Linked DNA regions of Zea mays: all the other regions are linked to region 1. The links are chromatin contacts, called in public Hi-C maps. All regions are on one chromosome and are shown on one strand. Each heading gives the region's core, a stretch centred on a gene start, on an enhancer-like site or on the middle of the called end of the contact. The rest is flanking DNA. Distances are from core to core; before and after follow the strand shown.

The links. Hi-C and Micro-C count contacts between places; a contact is called where the count stands out from the background.
Region 2: a Hi-C map of leaf mesophyll shows a contact between it and region 1, with 2.8 times the contacts expected there. The contact joins the promoter of LOC103640318 here to the promoter of LOC100283018 in region 1. A contact is called at or near these places in 6 of 25 Hi-C or Micro-C datasets (bundle sheath, ear, leaf and 3 more).
Region 3: a Hi-C map of leaf shows a contact between it and region 1, with 6 times the contacts expected there. The contact joins the promoter of LOC103639157 here to the promoter of LOC100283018 in region 1. A contact is called at or near these places in 2 of 25 Hi-C or Micro-C datasets (endosperm and leaf).

What each region holds. Positions count from the first base shown.
Region 1 is chr9:136,745,087-136,747,816 of Zm-B73-REFERENCE-NAM-5.0, reverse strand. LOC100283018 (seed maturation protein) reads right to left here and starts at 1,413. Exons shown (of 5, transcript NM_001155920.2): 1 at 1,081-1,413; 2 at 1-72. The coding sequence starts at 1,207.
Region 2 is chr9:136,469,857-136,472,651 of Zm-B73-REFERENCE-NAM-5.0, reverse strand. LOC103640318 (putative GTP diphosphokinase RSH1, chloroplastic) reads left to right here and starts at 1,515. Exons shown (of 24, transcript XM_020543940.3): 1 at 1,515-1,992; 2 at 2,122-2,324. The coding sequence starts at 1,965.
Region 3 is chr9:136,315,852-136,318,912 of Zm-B73-REFERENCE-NAM-5.0, reverse strand. It overlaps LOC103639157 (blue-light photoreceptor PHR2), which reads left to right and starts at 1,680. Exons shown (of 4, transcript XM_020544234.3): 1 at 1,680-2,741. The coding sequence starts at 1,812.

The sequences.
Region 1 (2,730 bases), core at 164-2,663:
ACCATGCCAGAGTAGCACCAAATATAACACCAAATGTAACACGCGCTCGCCTCCATAAGATGATATCAGCAGCTGAAAACGGCAATTAACATTAGCAGGAACAAGACAGATAGATGTTCAGCTGCACTTTAATAGGGCATAAAAGTAGCACCGTTTATCCATCTCTAAATTACAATTGACCAGCCAGTAAAAGCTTCCCTAGGACATTTCATGTAGGTAGTAGAACCTTAACTCTGCTGGTCGAGAAAAGCCCCAAACCATGGTTCCACACAAAAGATGCATCGTAAAGTGCCATACGCAGCCAGGCACTAGCCAATGCAAGAGGCAACCTGGCATCATAGGCCGGCGCCACATGAGTAGTCGAGAGTCTAGAAACATCCATAGTGACAAGCAAGCGCCACATGAGCAGCCGAGACTCTAGAAACATCCATAATGACAAGCAAGCAATCCTTGCGCAGAGAAAATATGAATTGTCAAACCACTTGAAGCTAAGATGATCAACTAGTTTAGGCGGGGTGATAAAAGAAATTGACTAACATCTGAGATTAAGTACAACAACCATGCACTTTACAGCCCAATTAGACCCAAATTCAAATGCTACCAATTCTTATCTTACATGACTCTTATCTTTGAAATGGGCTCGTTGCAGCAATTATCAGGTCAAATTCCAGCACAAGTATTTCAAGCCCTATTGGGTTCACAGTAATAACTATAATTTCATTTAAAACAGCACGATACTCTCTGGCTACAAGTCCACATCACACAGAACCGTAGCTTCCGTACATGATGTAGTCCAAACTCCAAAGTTTTGAACTACACGGAACACAACATTTGCTTGTAGTAGTTGTAGTTGCACAAATCAAAACCTCGCGAGCCACCGTTTTCCAATCCTGCAGTACTAATCTACTACAGCTGGGACAAGCACGGCACTTATCTGATCGAGAAGGCCAAAACTGCATCGACGTAACGACGTCACTAACCAATCCGCGCTGCTAATCGCACGGACATGACAACAGGGCGCAGAACCTATCGCAATTCGCAAACCGGGGAGCGGAGAGTTCGGGCAGGAGAGCAGCAGACCTTTCCCGCCGCCGGCGATCTGGTGGACGGAGCGCCTGTACCCGCCGGCACCGCCTGAGCTGCAGGGGTCGGCGGAGCCCTCGATCCCGCCGTTGGCGGCGGCCTCCACCCCGCCGGCAGCGTCCATGCGGGAGCCTGGGTCCGCGGGCGGAATCGGATAGAGAGGAGACGACGCGATACGCTCTGGTGATGGAAATAATCCGGGAAGGACGGAAAGGTTAGGGAAGACGAGAAGGGAAGCAGTTCGATTATCCTCCCACGACGCGGCGGCGGTAGGACCGAAGCCGAACGAGGTCAGCACGAGTGCGCCGCCATTCTTTATTCATTCCTCAGTGTTTTCCCGTAAATTAAGCTGGATTGTGATGATTAATTAGGCCGTTGGATGATTAGCGGGTCCGTACTTTCGGCTAGTGTTGAAAACGATGGAAAAGATCGGTAAACACTAAAATTATTTTAGTTTTCATATTTTTTCAGATCGAAACGGTAATTCCGAAAACAGAAACGATATCGGTAATTCAGAAATATCGGAAACGAAAGTTCGGTACGAAAATTACAACGGTTACGATTAGAATCTAAAAATCGATCGGTAAAAACTGTAACTTGTACCCTCAATCAACTTTAAAAGTTCACGCAAGTCATACATTTATATAAAATTAGTAATAATATATAAGATAGAAGGTCACAATAAATATATAAAGTAATAAGTCTTACTATAATAAAATCATTAATATGTATTAAAATAAAGTAGAATCAAGATGTGTATAATGATATGACACTTACATTCTATTTGTACTCTTACTGCTTGTCACAGTCAATATAATTAGTGTTCTCTTGGTCTTTCTTAAGTTCTCGTGCAAATTATGAATATATGTATCAAGAGTAAAAACATGTAAGAAAACATAAATAAGATTTATAAAAGATTCAAACGATTCTAAACTATATACCATTAGATAGATCTTGATTTTAGGAAAATAATAAAATTAGTTTCATATTTTTCTAAGCTAAGATGAATTTATTATGAGTTTATAAAGATCAATTCAGATTTAATATTTTTCTAAAAAATACCGAATTTATCACCGACGGTAAAATACCGAATAAAAACGGTAATTTCCGGAAACGGTCGGAAGAGAATTAAACCATTTTTGTTTCCGATTCCGATTTTTTCTATTGATTCTGTTTCCGTATTTTTGGTAACCGCTTCCGTTTCTGTTTAGACCTAAATTTTGGTAAAACTTCAAAAACGATTCCAAGTATCCGAAAATTACCGTTTCCGTTTCTACCCCTACATTCGGTGGAGCAACGTATTAGTTCCTGAACATCTTGTACCTCTAGTAATATTCTAACAAATCTTCCCTTAACTCTAAATCCATGGAACTGTTTCACAAACACCTCTAGGATGCTAAATTTGAATATCAACCAAGTCTAAGGAACCATTAGACTTGGAACTGGAGCACGACTTCGTATCATCAAAATAACCTCTCTTCTAGAACGCAATATAAATAGCTTCAACATCAACTGTTGAACATTGCAAATAATATAGATTATTCAAACGGTTGCCCATCAAGATAATACAATTGCCACGAGAAACCTTAAAAACACCATCAATAGCAGCAAAATTGAATCCCATTGCTTCTAAAGTCTCAAAGAAAT
Region 2 (2,795 bases), core at 266-2,765, 280 kb after region 1:
GAGGGTTGGAAAGAGCTATATTTTAGAACGAATGGAGTAATATTTTGTAGTAACTTATTATAGTAATATACTTATATGATCGTGGAAAAGAGAAAAAGGAAATAAAATAAAATTTTAAAAAAGGTGTGGTACTTACAATTCGTATGTCAGACGTGGCCACGTGTTGATGTGCTACCGCATGACAACCAAATGTCGCGGATTGCACCATATAGGCCAGGGATCTTATACATCCAAATTATACGATAAATGTACTATTTTAGTATATATAATTTAGTGCTAATATCTAATTATGTTGTTGAGCATATTTTTAAAAACAAGAATATTTTTTGTATATTTTTTGCATTATTTGCTCCCTACAATGAAAAATGTGAAAAATCATCCGAATTTGTATTTGTATCTAAATTTTATATTCATCATTTGAGAAGATATATAACAATTTTAGGATTTACTTTTTTATGAATCTTAACAAGCTCAATGCTAAACCAAGAATACATAGTAGATTTATATCCTACTTAATCATAATGAAAAAAGAAAACATAAAATTTAACATTTGAATAAGTATCTGGATCTATAGTCTAGACAAGGAGAATCGGACAGGATGGTTCAGCTAAGCCTCCCCATTATTTAGATTACTAAGTTTCTTTATCCTCTTTTCAACGCAATAGCCTTTTCTTTATGTGTTTCATTAGATGACGACAGCCAAAAAATAATCTATGCTAGCACGCGCATGTGATTGCTGCGGTATATGAAATGGCCATGTAATCATGGGAATTTTTTCCTCCTAGCTCAAAAAGTAAGCGGGGAATGGACAAAAAGGATGGAATTGAATAAGACATGCATGCATCTCATCCCCAAAGAAAAAAAAAGATTCTCTCGATCATTACAACTAATATATTAAATAAAAACTAGTCAATTGCTCATACATTGCTATGCTTTCTATATGTTGTATGCTTGATTTTAATAAAAAAAATATATGTTTTGTTGGTTAGATAGATGTGAATGTGGAACTAACAACTAAGGTTTAAATCTCCACTTATATATAATTTTACTTTATTTTTATATAACCGTTAAACTCATAGACGTGTGCATTAAAGTTGATGTTTGGACCGCAAGTTTATAGACTTTTTTCTAAAAGGGGCGACATGTAACCCGAAAAAACTGGTGTTTTATAGTAGTAGAGAAATATATTGTAAAAAAATGGCGATTTAAAACCTGCTTTTAGGTCCCATTTGGATCCTGGCGGATTTAAAAAAATCTGTATTCAAAATCTGATGTATTTATTGGATCCTGTATCTGTATTTAAAATCTGATAATGCTAGTATGTTTGGATGAGATCTAGGATTCCGATATAATTTTTGTCCAGATTTTTAAAATCTAATTTTCTAACCACAGTACCTTACCTTATCTGCGTGACCAAATTTATGAATAAAATTGCATAACGCTCACAAGTAAAGGCATGCGCCGCGGTGCTGCAGAGGCCCTTGACTTGCGGGCTTTCGGCGCAGCTCAGCTGCGATACAAGTGGAGCACGGCAGTAGAATCAAGTGACCAACGCCATCCTGGCCAGGAAACCAGACAAAAATCACAGAAATTGCACGGCGAGACGAAAATACAACGGCGAGCTGCTGCGGAGTCCAGAGACCAGCACAGAGCATCCAGCGAAGACGGCAGGAGGGTCAGGCAGTCACGCACCCGCACCGCACCCCTCCTGTTCCATTTCACCACGGCCGCGGCCTTTGTGTGGCCTCCGTCTCGTGTTATCCCTTCTTCGAGTTCTTCCGCCTCCCCGCCCCTCCCTTCATTCCTTCCTTCCTCCCTCCCCCCTCGGCAAAGCCCGCCCTCTCTCCCGGTCTCGACGCGACTCGCCGCTCCCTGCAGCTGCGCGCTCGATTCGCGTCCACTGGAGACGGCGGCGACCGCACGAGGGCCTCAGCGCCGCCGATGAGATTGCGCCGCCCCGCGCCATGCAGACCCCGCCGCCCACCGTGCCCGGTAACAGATACCGTTCCCTTCGCCGCTGTGGCTTCACAATTCTGCCCCGCTTTATGATTCCTTCCGCTGCCTAGGGTTGTTGATTGCCGCCTCATCAGGGTCTGATGCTTTTGTGGTGCCCGCGTGCAGTAGAGTGCGTGAGCTCGTGCAGGTCCGCCTCGTGGAAGGGGGGTGGAAGGCCCTACGAATGCAGCGTACTCTTGTGCGCGTGGAACGCGCCGCGCGCGCTCACGGGCGCGCTCGCCAGCACCGCGCAGTGCTCCTCGTGCGGCCACGCCGAGGCCGGAAGCAGCTGGAGGAGGCGCGGGCGGTCAAGTCGGAGTAACAACTCGGTGCGTTGCCACTGCTCTCTTGCTGTTTCTGTTATTCAAGCCATAATATCGATATGCTTTTGGTGTTTCGCTTACTTAATCCAGCTGAGTTGAAGTAGCAGTAGTATCATTCTGGTAGCAAACAATGCATTATCACTTATCAGACTTCAAATCAATCCATCTAGCCTCTAGCCTAGGTCATGCAGTATAATAATTTAAAGTGTGTTCTCCGTGCATTTTTATTTCATCGTGCGATTATTTGGTAAGCTGTTTTACCATCCAATTCTATGCATATTTTTTCTTTAAAAATAAGTTATGCATTTATTTGGTTAGCTGGCATGATCAGCTTTGCATTTTCCATTATTAGGTTCTGTTAAATGTATTTGGAGAATAACTCATAGTAATATAGGGTCTGATATGATGTTCTCTTGGTTTTGGTAAGCAGTGTCGATGCTGGTAGAATATATCTTGAGTTAGAAACGTGAACTCCAG
Region 3 (3,061 bases), core at 431-2,930, 430 kb after region 1:
CCACACATAAATGATCATACATGTTCACTAAAGTTTTAACCACCTAGTATATAAGTCTTAAACACACGATACATAAACTAGAAATCATGTGGCATGTCATCTGGATCACTTGATATATCTTCTATGACATCTAAAACCCTAATCTCTAAACCCTGACGGGTATAGTTTTTGCCTCTTTTTTTTGTGGATCGGGAAAATACGGGAAAATACCGGATTTTCCCGAGTATTCCGAAAACGGACGGTAAATATGTCTCACCGTTTACCGTACCGTTTTCGCAATAACACATCTCGTTTCCGTCCCGTTTTCCGTATATCTTGAAAAATCTGAAAACGGTTGAAAAAATCTGGTAAACGGTACCGAAAATTTATCGAATTTTACCGACCATTTACATCCTCTGGCTATTTGAGTCTCAGTTAGGCACGCGGAGCACCAGCGCCAAGATTTCCGGGCTCAACGGCGTGTGGGGTGGTTACCGCTGCCAAGCTCCTCCGGCGCATGCCCTTTATCGTGTCAACTCGAGGAAGAAGACCTCTGTCTGTCTGGGTCTGTCTGAACCTAACTAAGGGGGTGTTTGGTTACACCCCGCTAAAATTTAGCCCATGTCCCATCGAATGTTTGAACCTCCGTTCCGGGTATTAAATGTAGTCGGATTATAAAACTAATTTGTCAGTCGAAGATTAAAAGACGAGACGAATCTAGTTCAGTTGGTTGGGTCTATATTTCATACTCATATTTAAAAGTCAAACGCTTGATGTGACTCAAGCTAAACTTTAGCAGAAGCAACCAAACACCCCCTAAGACTTAAATCGCGAATAAAATTTTAAAAGGCATGCTTAAATTATGGATCGGAATGACACATTATGACAAGTTTAAAGATCGAAAATATATTTTACCTAAAAGTATATATATGGCTAGATTACTGGTGCTAATGATTTAAGCAGTTGATGGTTGAACGGAGACCCGCTTGCGTGCGTCCTAGTCAACCAGTTCTTTTGTAATGTCATGAAATAGACTCTCGCTCTGGTGGCTATGGCGTGGAAAAACGTCCCATAAAGATCTGTGGACGCGCTAAACGGACAGTGCACACCGAATTATGTAGTATATCTGGATCACTTGAGACATTGTTGGAGCATTTTTTTGACTAAACCCTATATTTTTTAGGCTCTGTTAGAGATGCTCTTAACTGTCCGTAGTCTTTATTATATAATGGTTTGGGCGTTTACGTACTTGCATCCATTCATGTGTTGTGTTGGAAGCAGATCCATTCAACGGGTCTATAGAAGATGTTTCGAGGCAACGATCATAATAAGATGGTAGAATAACGTGCTATATATATTTATCCGTGTTTGTATATAGACTACATCGTTTATATAATAGAGATAAGATATTGAATGTGTAATTTATAGGGACAAAATATTGTAGAAGACACGGCTAGACTAAAATCGCACCAAGCCACAACGAATAAGCTAGAGGTTGTTTGAATACACTAAAACTAATAGTTAGTGGATAAAATTAGTTGAAATATACAAACACCGTAGCTATGAACTATTAGCTATCTTGGTAGTTAGTTAATAGTTAATTAGCTATTTTTCACTAAAAAAATTAGTCAGTTAACGATGGTAGTGACAATAGGTTCGATCCCGATTCTGGTAAAACCCCAGACCACCACCTTTCCCACCGCCTTGCTTCCCCTCCGAGGCTCCGACCCACCCGCACCTCTCCGACATCTCACTAGTTAGTCACTCCCCATCCGCTGTTCCGCGCCACCAAATCCCTACCTCCACCCATTCATACGCCCATCCCACCAACCATGGCCACCGCCTCCGACTCTGACGCCGGCGCCCAGCCGCGCGACGACCCCAGCCTTCTCCCGTTCGCCTCCTTCTCGTTCGCGCTCTCCATCCGCGCGCCGGCAACCCCCACACTCGCCTCTGTCCCCTCCACCATCCACCTCCCCACTCAAATCTCTACACTCGCCGTCTGCCTCCACCCCTCCGCCGCGCAGCCCCTTCCCCGCCGTCCCACCCGCCTCAATTCCGCCACCTACTCCGTCATCTCCCCGCTGCCCTCCTCAACGCCGGGCCTCTCCCGCTCCTTCCCCTCGGGCGCACCCGCCGCCTCCGGGCGCCGCCGCACGCTGGTCTGGTTCCGCGCCGACCTCCGCCTCCACGACCACGAGCCGTTCCACGCCGCAGCGGGGGCGTCCTCCTCCCTTCTCCCGGTCTTCGTCTTCGACCCGCGGGACTTCGGCAAGTCCCCCTCGGGGTTCGACCGAACGGGCCCATACCGCGCCAACTTCCTTCTTGACTCAGTCGCTGACCTGCGCCGGAGCCTCCGCGCCCGCGGCGGGGACCTGGTGGTGCGCGTGGGCAGGCCCGAAGTGGTCATCCCCGAGCTCGCGCGGGCAGCGGGCGCGGAGGCCGTGTACGCTCACGGGGAGGTATCACGGGACGAAGTCCGCACCGAGGAGAGGGTGCAAAAGGCTGTGGAGAAGGAGGGTATCAACGTGAAGTACTTCTGGGGTAGCACGCTGTACCACGTGGAAGACCTTCCCTTCCGCCTCGACGACATGCCGTCCAACTATGGCGGCTTCAGGGAGGCCGTAAAGAGGCTGGACGTCAGAAAGGTGCTGGAGGCGCCCGAGGAGGTCAAGTGCGTGCCCATGAAGAATGTGCTCGAGCCCGGCGACATCCCCACGCTTGCTGAGCTCGGTCTCACTGCGCCACCAGCCATGGCACAGGTGAGTCGGCTTCGAGACATAGATCACTTTCTTTTCCTGTAGCATGCTTTTAGATCTTCAGCTAGGTTCAGCATCTTGACATTTAGGCCCGAGTTCACTTTATAGTCTATACGTGGTAAAGGTTTCTGGCATTCAGTACTTCTAAGTAAATTGTACAGGTACAGCTAGAACCTAGAAATGGATGGATGTTGCTAATTATGGCATGCTTTGTTTTCATTTACAATTTGGCTATATATTCCATTTCTTACTTCCTTTAGGCATATCTTTGGGTATGTTGGGTCTTTGACAGGGCATAGTTAAGGCCCAGTTAGCTTCTGATT